Regions from separate parts of the Sus scrofa genome. Here region 1 is linked to region 2. A link is a contact called in public HiChIP or PLAC-seq data. All regions are on one chromosome and are shown on one strand. Each heading gives the region's core, a stretch centred on a gene start, on an enhancer-like site or on the middle of the called end of the contact. The rest is flanking DNA. Distances are from core to core; before and after follow the strand shown.

Region 1 (3,466 bases), core at 381-2,880, 110 kb after region 2:
GTGAAGGAACCTAAAATCCCAGCCTAAGGACACTGCCTTTCTTCGTAGTTATTCAAGGCTGATGACTTTGTGGAATTTGTCTTATACCACGTATGTCTTTTTTAATTAAAGAAAGTGCCTTGATGCAATTCCGCTGAAATCGCGTCTGGCCCCCTGTGGAGTGAGGGTGGGTTCCGGACGGATTTTGCAGCCTCCGTTGCAGGAGAGGGCAGTCAGTCAGAGGCAGGCCCTGTTCTTCTGATCTCTGTTGGTGATGTTTATCTCATAAGATCCTGTATGTATTGAGATTCAGAGATGTCATTTCATTTGTCTGCTAATAAATTGTTGCGTTCGTAAAATTTTGCTGTGTCTAAGTGATTTAAGGGCAAGGGAGGGGTGGATTCTAACTAAGGAACACACTCGGGTTGCCCCGGGGGTAAAAATGCCATCTCTTTCCCATCAGACCCGTGTCTGTCCTTGGAAAGTCAGGAAGCACAAAGAAGCCTCATTCTCTCCTTTTTGCCTCGGGGTCCTGAGTGAGTCAGCGCTTTGGGGACTCAACTTCTCCACCAGGGGCAAGGCGGGGAGGACAGATTCCAGTCCTTAGGCTGCGGGACTGCTGTTGCCCCCTGTGCTGAAATCACACAACCCAGGTCCGCTTTGCGGCTGTCCCCACACTGAACTCTGAGCCACATCGGCCCTACCCGTGAGGTGGGGCTGCCGCCTCACGTGGACCGAGACGTGGCCACGCAGGGGCACCCGTTGGAAGGACCGCTCTGCGCCCCCCCGCCCCCTCCCCAGATGGAAGCGGGAGCGAGTGCAGGGGCTCGGGGCGGTGGGCACGGCCACGGGGCGGGGAGCTGGACTGAACGGTGCCCTCAGGCCATCTGCCCGCAGCCTCTGGGCCCCGTGCACCTGCTCCCCAGGCTCCCCCCCTCCACCTGGAGGCTCTGCCCCTGCCTGAGCTCCCGTGCGTGGCCTTCGCCCCTCGCACGGCACGGCTGCCTTCACTGTGCCTTTCAGGTCCAGCGGCCACAGGTCAAAGTGTGGCTCTTGGAGAAATACCCACCCGTGATTTCTAAAAAGCCTGGGTCGCGGAGCCCTGTATCCCGAACACCTCGCACTGCAGGCTCTCCTCAGATGACTGCAGCCACGGTCGTGGCTTCCTCTGCCTTACCGTCTGCACGCCAGTGGCCGCCAAGCCTGGTGCCAGCCCGGTCTCTCTCGAACACCGACCAGCAGCTGTGCGACGGTACCGCGGGGCTCTGCCCGCCTTCCCGGGGCCCCTCTCACGCAGCACGCCCCGGACGCCTCCTCTTTAGCTTGTTTTGACCACGATGAGACCTGGCTACGAAAGCCAGAAACCTGGGACATTCTAGGTTTCCTGCCCTCACTGTCTGTCGTTTCTTTTCTAGATGATGCCGCAGCCTGACTGGTTTTCTGTGTCTCTGCAGGGCAGCCTCTGCACTAGTTAGCGATTCCTAAAGAAATAATGGGGCCTTTGCCTCTTGTAGGTGCTTCTCGAACGCTTCGAGGGAAAGGCCGAAACGAACGCTTTGGCCACCAAGACCGTGACAGCTCGGCTCTTGGCTTCACGTCCAGCTCCTGTCCCGCCACACGTCCTCTGCTGGACACGCCTCTGGTGACCTTCGCTGTGGCCCTTTATCGGTACCCCAGGCTCTTGTACATGTTGTTCCCTCTGCCCGGAGTTGCCTCCCAGCCCCACCAGCCGAGCTCCCGGGTCCTCCTTCCAGAAACTTCATGGTAAGTGTCCCTTGCCCGCGGCCACGTTGCCTGTGCCTCTCTCGTGGAGATGCTCCTTGGGGCTGTGTCTGCTCCCGCGAGTGCTCTGGCTGTTCTCTGAAGCGGCACTTACCGCTCCGTATTACTTTCTTCCTCTCATGTATCTCCTGTCCTAACTGGGCTGCTTGAGGGCTGGGCCATGAACCTTATCCCTAGAGCCTCTGTGGCCAGAAGTGGGTATTTTACAGGGTCCGGTATTTCAGGGATTTTTTTAGAGAGGTGATAGAGTATCTGAGCTTTAAAGAGGACATGCCTCTTCTCCCCCATACTTTGTATCACGTAACTCTGAATATACACTTTTTTTTAAAATTTGCTTTTTAGGGCCACACCCTTGGGAAACGGAAGTTCCCAGGCTAGGGGTCAAATCAGAGCTACAGCCACCAGCCTACACCCCAGCCACAGCAACACGGGATCCGAGCCACATCTGCGACCTACACCGCAGCTCACGGCAACGCCGGATCCTTAACCCACCGAGCGAGGTCAGGGCTCGAACCCGCAGCCTCACGGACGCTGGTCGGGCTTGTTTCCACTGAGCCACACCAGGAACTTCCTGAATATACTTTGTATCATGATTACTTAGGAGTGTTTTGCACAATAAACTTGCAAAACGGGGTTGTTTAAATTTTTCGCAGGAGTTCCCGCTGTGGCTGTGCTGCAGTGGGTTAAAGATCCAGCTTGTCTCTGTGGAGGCGTCAGTTCAGTCCCCAGCCAGGGTGGCGGGTTAAGGATCTCTTGCTGCAGCTGTGGTGTGGGTCACCGCTTCAGCTCAGATTTGATCCTTGGACCAGGAATTTCCATATGCCATGGGGTTGGCCAAAAAGGTAATAATTACTACTGGTAATACTAGATCCCCAGTATCTCAGTGGTTACCCAGCGCATGGGTATGTCTGGGGGGAGGGGGGGCGGCTGCTCGCTAACACTGGCGCTTGCGCAGTGAGGCGGTTATGTGCCCCGGGGCAATCACATGGCTCAGGGTTATCAAAGGGCGAGCGGATAGGTGTGCTATGGCGTGGGGCGGGTAGTTTGAGGCGCAGTGTTTTTGTTCTGTTTTGTTGCTGCGGCTGCAGCGGCTCGATGTGGGATCAGCTCCAGACCGGGGATCGAAGCCAGGCTGCAGCCGTGAAGGCACCAAGCCCTAACCCCTGGACCAGCAGGGAGCTCCCAAGGCACAGGCATTTCCAAGCCTGTAGTTGAAGCAAGTCCCGCGTCGCAGGATCCCTTGTCTCAGGTCTCTCGCCCCCTTTGCTCAGCGTCATCTTTCTCAGGCTCCACCGTAAGAAGTAAGGAGCAGGTCTCCTGAAGGTTCGGCCCTGGGCTGGACGGGCCCCCTTGTGTAGCCCACGCCTGCCCTCCGGTGGCCGGAATCTGCTACCGCACCCCACCTCGAAGATGACCACCGTCCAGTAGCGCTGCGCCTGCAAGTTGGGAGACCACCATCGTTCGATGTTATGATTGGCTGGAAGGATGAAATAATAAGAAAAGAAGCAGTGCTGGGCATGAATAGGCAGTCAATAAGTCTTAGCTTCCTTCCCTTAAATTTTGTTTTTCTGTTTAGGGCCACACCTGCAGCATATGGAAGTTCCTGAGCTGAGGGTCAAGTTGAATCGGATCAGAGCTGTGTCTGCGACCTACGCCACAGCTCATGGCAACGCCGTATCCTTAACCCACTGAGCGAGGCCAGGGA
Region 2 (3,414 bases), core at 247-2,746:
TCTTTTCTCGGACTCCAGCCCCAGCTGGTGTCACTCGTTCAGCCGGGTGACCTGGACTGGGGACCGTCCCTGAGGGGCTCCAGGAAGCCAGGCGGTGATAACCAGTCCCTCTCTGTCCCCCTCGGGCAGGGCGAAGGCCGCGTGGTGTACATTCGCAATCTCGCCAGCGACATGAGCTCCCGCGAACTGAAGAGGCGCTTCGAGGTGTTTGGCGAGGTCGTGGAGTGCCAGGTGCTCACCAGGAGCACGAGGTGAGGCAGGCGCTCGCGGGGCTGGGGTGGGGGGCAAAGATGATGGGGGCTGGAGGCCGTCTGCAGAACAGACCTCCCGCGGGCTCAGGAGCAGAAAGGGGCTGCTGCAGCCGTGCCACCGAGGAGCGGCGGCGACCTGTACTGCCAGTTGGCTCAGCGAGGAGGCGGTCCCCGTACGCTCTCTCCCTGTCACATGGGTGTGCCTACTCTGGCCACCGCTGTCCTTTGGGGAGCACAGACAGGTTAACCGAGCAGCTAGTTAGTGGCAGAGCCAGATCTGCAGCCCACGTGTCGGTGTTCGGTTTTCCGCCCTAGACCTGGTTCAGGGCTGCCGACCGGCCCTGGGGCCTGAAGGGACGCCTGCGTGGCGGTCTCTTCCCTGAAGCCACGTTGCTCCATCCCTCCATCCCTCTGCACCTGCCGGCCTGGCGGTCCAGTGGTCCGGCCTTCCGTTGTGCCAGGCAGCCAGGTTTTTCCTCACTCACCCGGGGCAGCGGTGCTCCAGCTGTCGAGGTCAGCCGGAGTAGGTTGGTGTAAATGCGCAACTGAGGTAGCAAAGCTTTGCTGGTTTCGCACCCGTCCTAAAGGACCTCCCGTTATGTTTGCAATTTTGCAGTCATCCCAAAGGATCTCCTGTTATGTTTGCAAACAAGTTATTCAGGTTTTAAGATTCTAATGTAATAATATTTCAGAGCTTCAGTGAGAGAAGAGTTTGCCCATGAGAATCCTTACATGTCTCATGTCCTTCAGGGCGGTTCCAGAAAATAGCGAAACAGGAGAAACAGGAGCCCTTGTGCACTGGCGGTGGGCATGCAAAGTGGTGTGGCCGCTGTGCAGAGCAGCATGGAGGGCCCACCAACCAGGAAACGTAGATTTTCACCATTTGGTCCACAATCCCGCTTCTGGGTATTCAGGCAAAAGAATTTACAGCCAGATCTTTTGCTTTGTCTTTTTAGGGCTGCACCCATGGCATGTGGAGGTTCCCAGGCTGGGGGCTGAATCAGAGCTGCAGCTGCCAGCCTAGGCCACAGCCACAGCCACACCAGATCCGAGCCGCATCTTTGACCTACACCGCGGCTCATGGCAACACTGGATCCTTAACCCACTGAGAGGCCAAGGATCGAGCCCGCTGAGCCACAGCGGGAGCCTCCGAAGTCAGGTCCGGAGGAGATTCACGCACATCTATGTTCCTAGCGGTGTGATTCACAGCAGCCGAGGGGTGGGAACAAGCCGGGGTCCTGTGACAGGAAGGGTGAGGACAACATGTGCACACGCGGTCGAACATGAGTCATTCTTCAAAAGGCAGGGGATCAGGAGCTCCCGTCGTGGCTCAGAGGAGACGCCCGACTAGGATCCATGAGGTCTCGGGTTCGAGCGATCCCTGGCCTTGCTCAGTGGTTAAGGATCCGGCGCTGCCATGAGTCTGGGTAGGTTGCAGACGCAGCTTGGATCTGGCACTGATGTGACTGTGGTATAGACTGGCAGCTGCAGCTTGGAACCCCTAGCCTGGGAACCCCCATGTGCTGCATGGGTGGCCCTAAAAAGCAAAAATAAATAAATTAAAAATAAGGAGTCTTTACACAAATAGAACTATTTAAATTTCTCTGCAGTTCAGGATATCAAGTGAGATAACATGTAAAAACAGGTAAGGAAATTAATCTCTAAGATTAATTCATTTGTGACGATTTAAAAAGCATTCATAAAGCTCAGACATTGAAAGAGGCAGAAGGATTCCACCTCTGACCGGTTCCGAGGTGACAGGAGATGTGACAGCTGAGTGTGTGTCAGGCCTGACTTTCCACTCCCTTCTTCACCTTGGCACCTCCTTGGGCGGGCCTCCCTCGTGGTAGCAAAGTGGCTGCCTGCGGCTCGCAGCTCATCTCCTACCCAGGGAAGGAGGAGTCCCCCCACCATGGTTCCAGCAAACACATGGGGTGGAATCTTTGGGGTTCTGCCTTGGGTGACGGGTTCATCCCTGAAAAAATCACTGTGGCCCAGGAGGTCCTCCATCAGGGGACTTAGCTGGCACCCTGAGCCCACCTGAGCACAGGGCTCTGTCATCAGAGGAAGGGGAGCGCATGCTGAGCGGGCATCCGCATCTGCCGTCCTCGGGAGGTGACGGCCGCATGGGCGGCCAAGGAAGTGGTGGCCGAGGCTGCCTTTGAAGGGAGTGGGAGTGGTAGGATGGAGCGGGGGTGGGGCGAATCCCAGAAAATGGGAAGCGTGATGAGAGGAGGGTGGGGGGCGAGGCGCATCCGCTTTCGTGGCGGGAGGCCTGAGTTGGGCTCCCCGCTCTGCCACCTGCCTTTGGGCCAATTCTGAGCTCGCAGAGCTGTTTTCTCCCCTGGGGGGTCGGGGGTGGGATGACCGTGGTCCCCCCTCTCGGGGGTCTGAAGACCGTGGGAGACGATGCGTGGCGACCGGCCCCTGCAGACCGCGGCACCCCGCCTGCTCCCGCTGTCGCTCTCTCGCGTGGGTCAGCCTAGAGCCCTTCCCCGGGACCAGGTGACAGACAGGGTTGCCGAGTCCTGGTGCTTTTCTGGGTGCGCCCAGTGACAGGGGTCCTGCTGACCCTCTGCCCTGGTCCTCTCCCCGCAGAGGCGAGAAGTGCGGCTTCGTCACCTACCGGCGCTCCGAGCACGCGGCGCTGTCCCTGCGGAAGGGCGCGGCCCTGCGGGGGCGCAGCGAGCCCTCCTTCCCGCTGAGCTCCGGGGGCCTCCGGCGCTTCTGCTGGCCCCGCTACGCCGACTTCGGTGAGTTTGTGGGGCGCACATCCCAGTGGAGCCCCGGGCGCAGGGGCCGTGGCCTCCGGCATTGACACCTGGAGCCCCCTCTGGGCGCGGCCCCCGCCCGGGGGGGTCCCTGTGCTGATGGAGGCCGCCGTCCCCACCTTCCTCCGGCCTCTGGTCTGTCTCGTCCTGGGCCAGGACTGGTGCCAAAGAGATGAGGCCTGTGGGGGCCTCTGGGAAGGGCCAGTCTTGTGCTCCCAGCGCCCTGGCGCAACCATGGCCCCTGCCCCCCTGGCCGCTCGGGATCCTGCGGGACCCTGCCCCGGGTCCTTTCATGGGCTGCAGTGCAGCGGCCTTGTCCCCGCGCCTTCTCCTCTTGTGGGGACAAGTCGGCGAAGAAGGCGAAGCACCCTTTTGGAACGAGCTCTCTGTGG

Evidence for each region. HiChIP or PLAC-seq counts read pairs in DNA pulled down with a chosen protein or histone mark.
Region 1: an H3K27ac HiChIP or PLAC-seq map of alveolar macrophages shows a contact between it and region 2, with 3 times the contacts expected there. The contact joins the promoter of HMGXB3 here to the enhancer-like site in region 2. A contact is called at or near these places in 1 of 5 promoter capture datasets (liver), 11 of 47 Hi-C or Micro-C datasets (alveolar macrophages, embryonic fibroblasts, fetal heart ventricle and 7 more) and 2 of 2 datasets of contacts at active chromatin or transcription factors (alveolar macrophages and skeletal muscle).

Annotation. Positions count from the first base shown.
Region 1 is chr2:151,027,146-151,030,611 of Sscrofa11.1, forward strand. HMGXB3 (HMG domain-containing protein 3) reads left to right here and starts at 1,631. Exons shown (of 20, transcript XM_021085011.1): 1 at 1,631-1,743. It overlaps SLC26A2 (sulfate transporter), which reads left to right. Exons shown (of 4, transcript XM_021085016.1): 4 at 1-338.
Region 2 is chr2:150,913,910-150,917,323 of Sscrofa11.1, forward strand. It overlaps PPARGC1B (peroxisome proliferator-activated receptor gamma coactivator 1-beta), which reads left to right. Exons shown (of 11, transcript XR_002342022.1): 9 at 130-251; 10 at 2,850-3,004. Among named protein-coding and RNA genes, the nearest start is that of PDE6A, 70 kb to the right of the region's middle. Within about 2 kb of position 1,497, at least 1 of the 83 cell types and tissues checked has an H3K27ac peak or open chromatin away from gene starts, as enhancers often do. A contact at or near this core is called in alveolar macrophages, where this site is marked.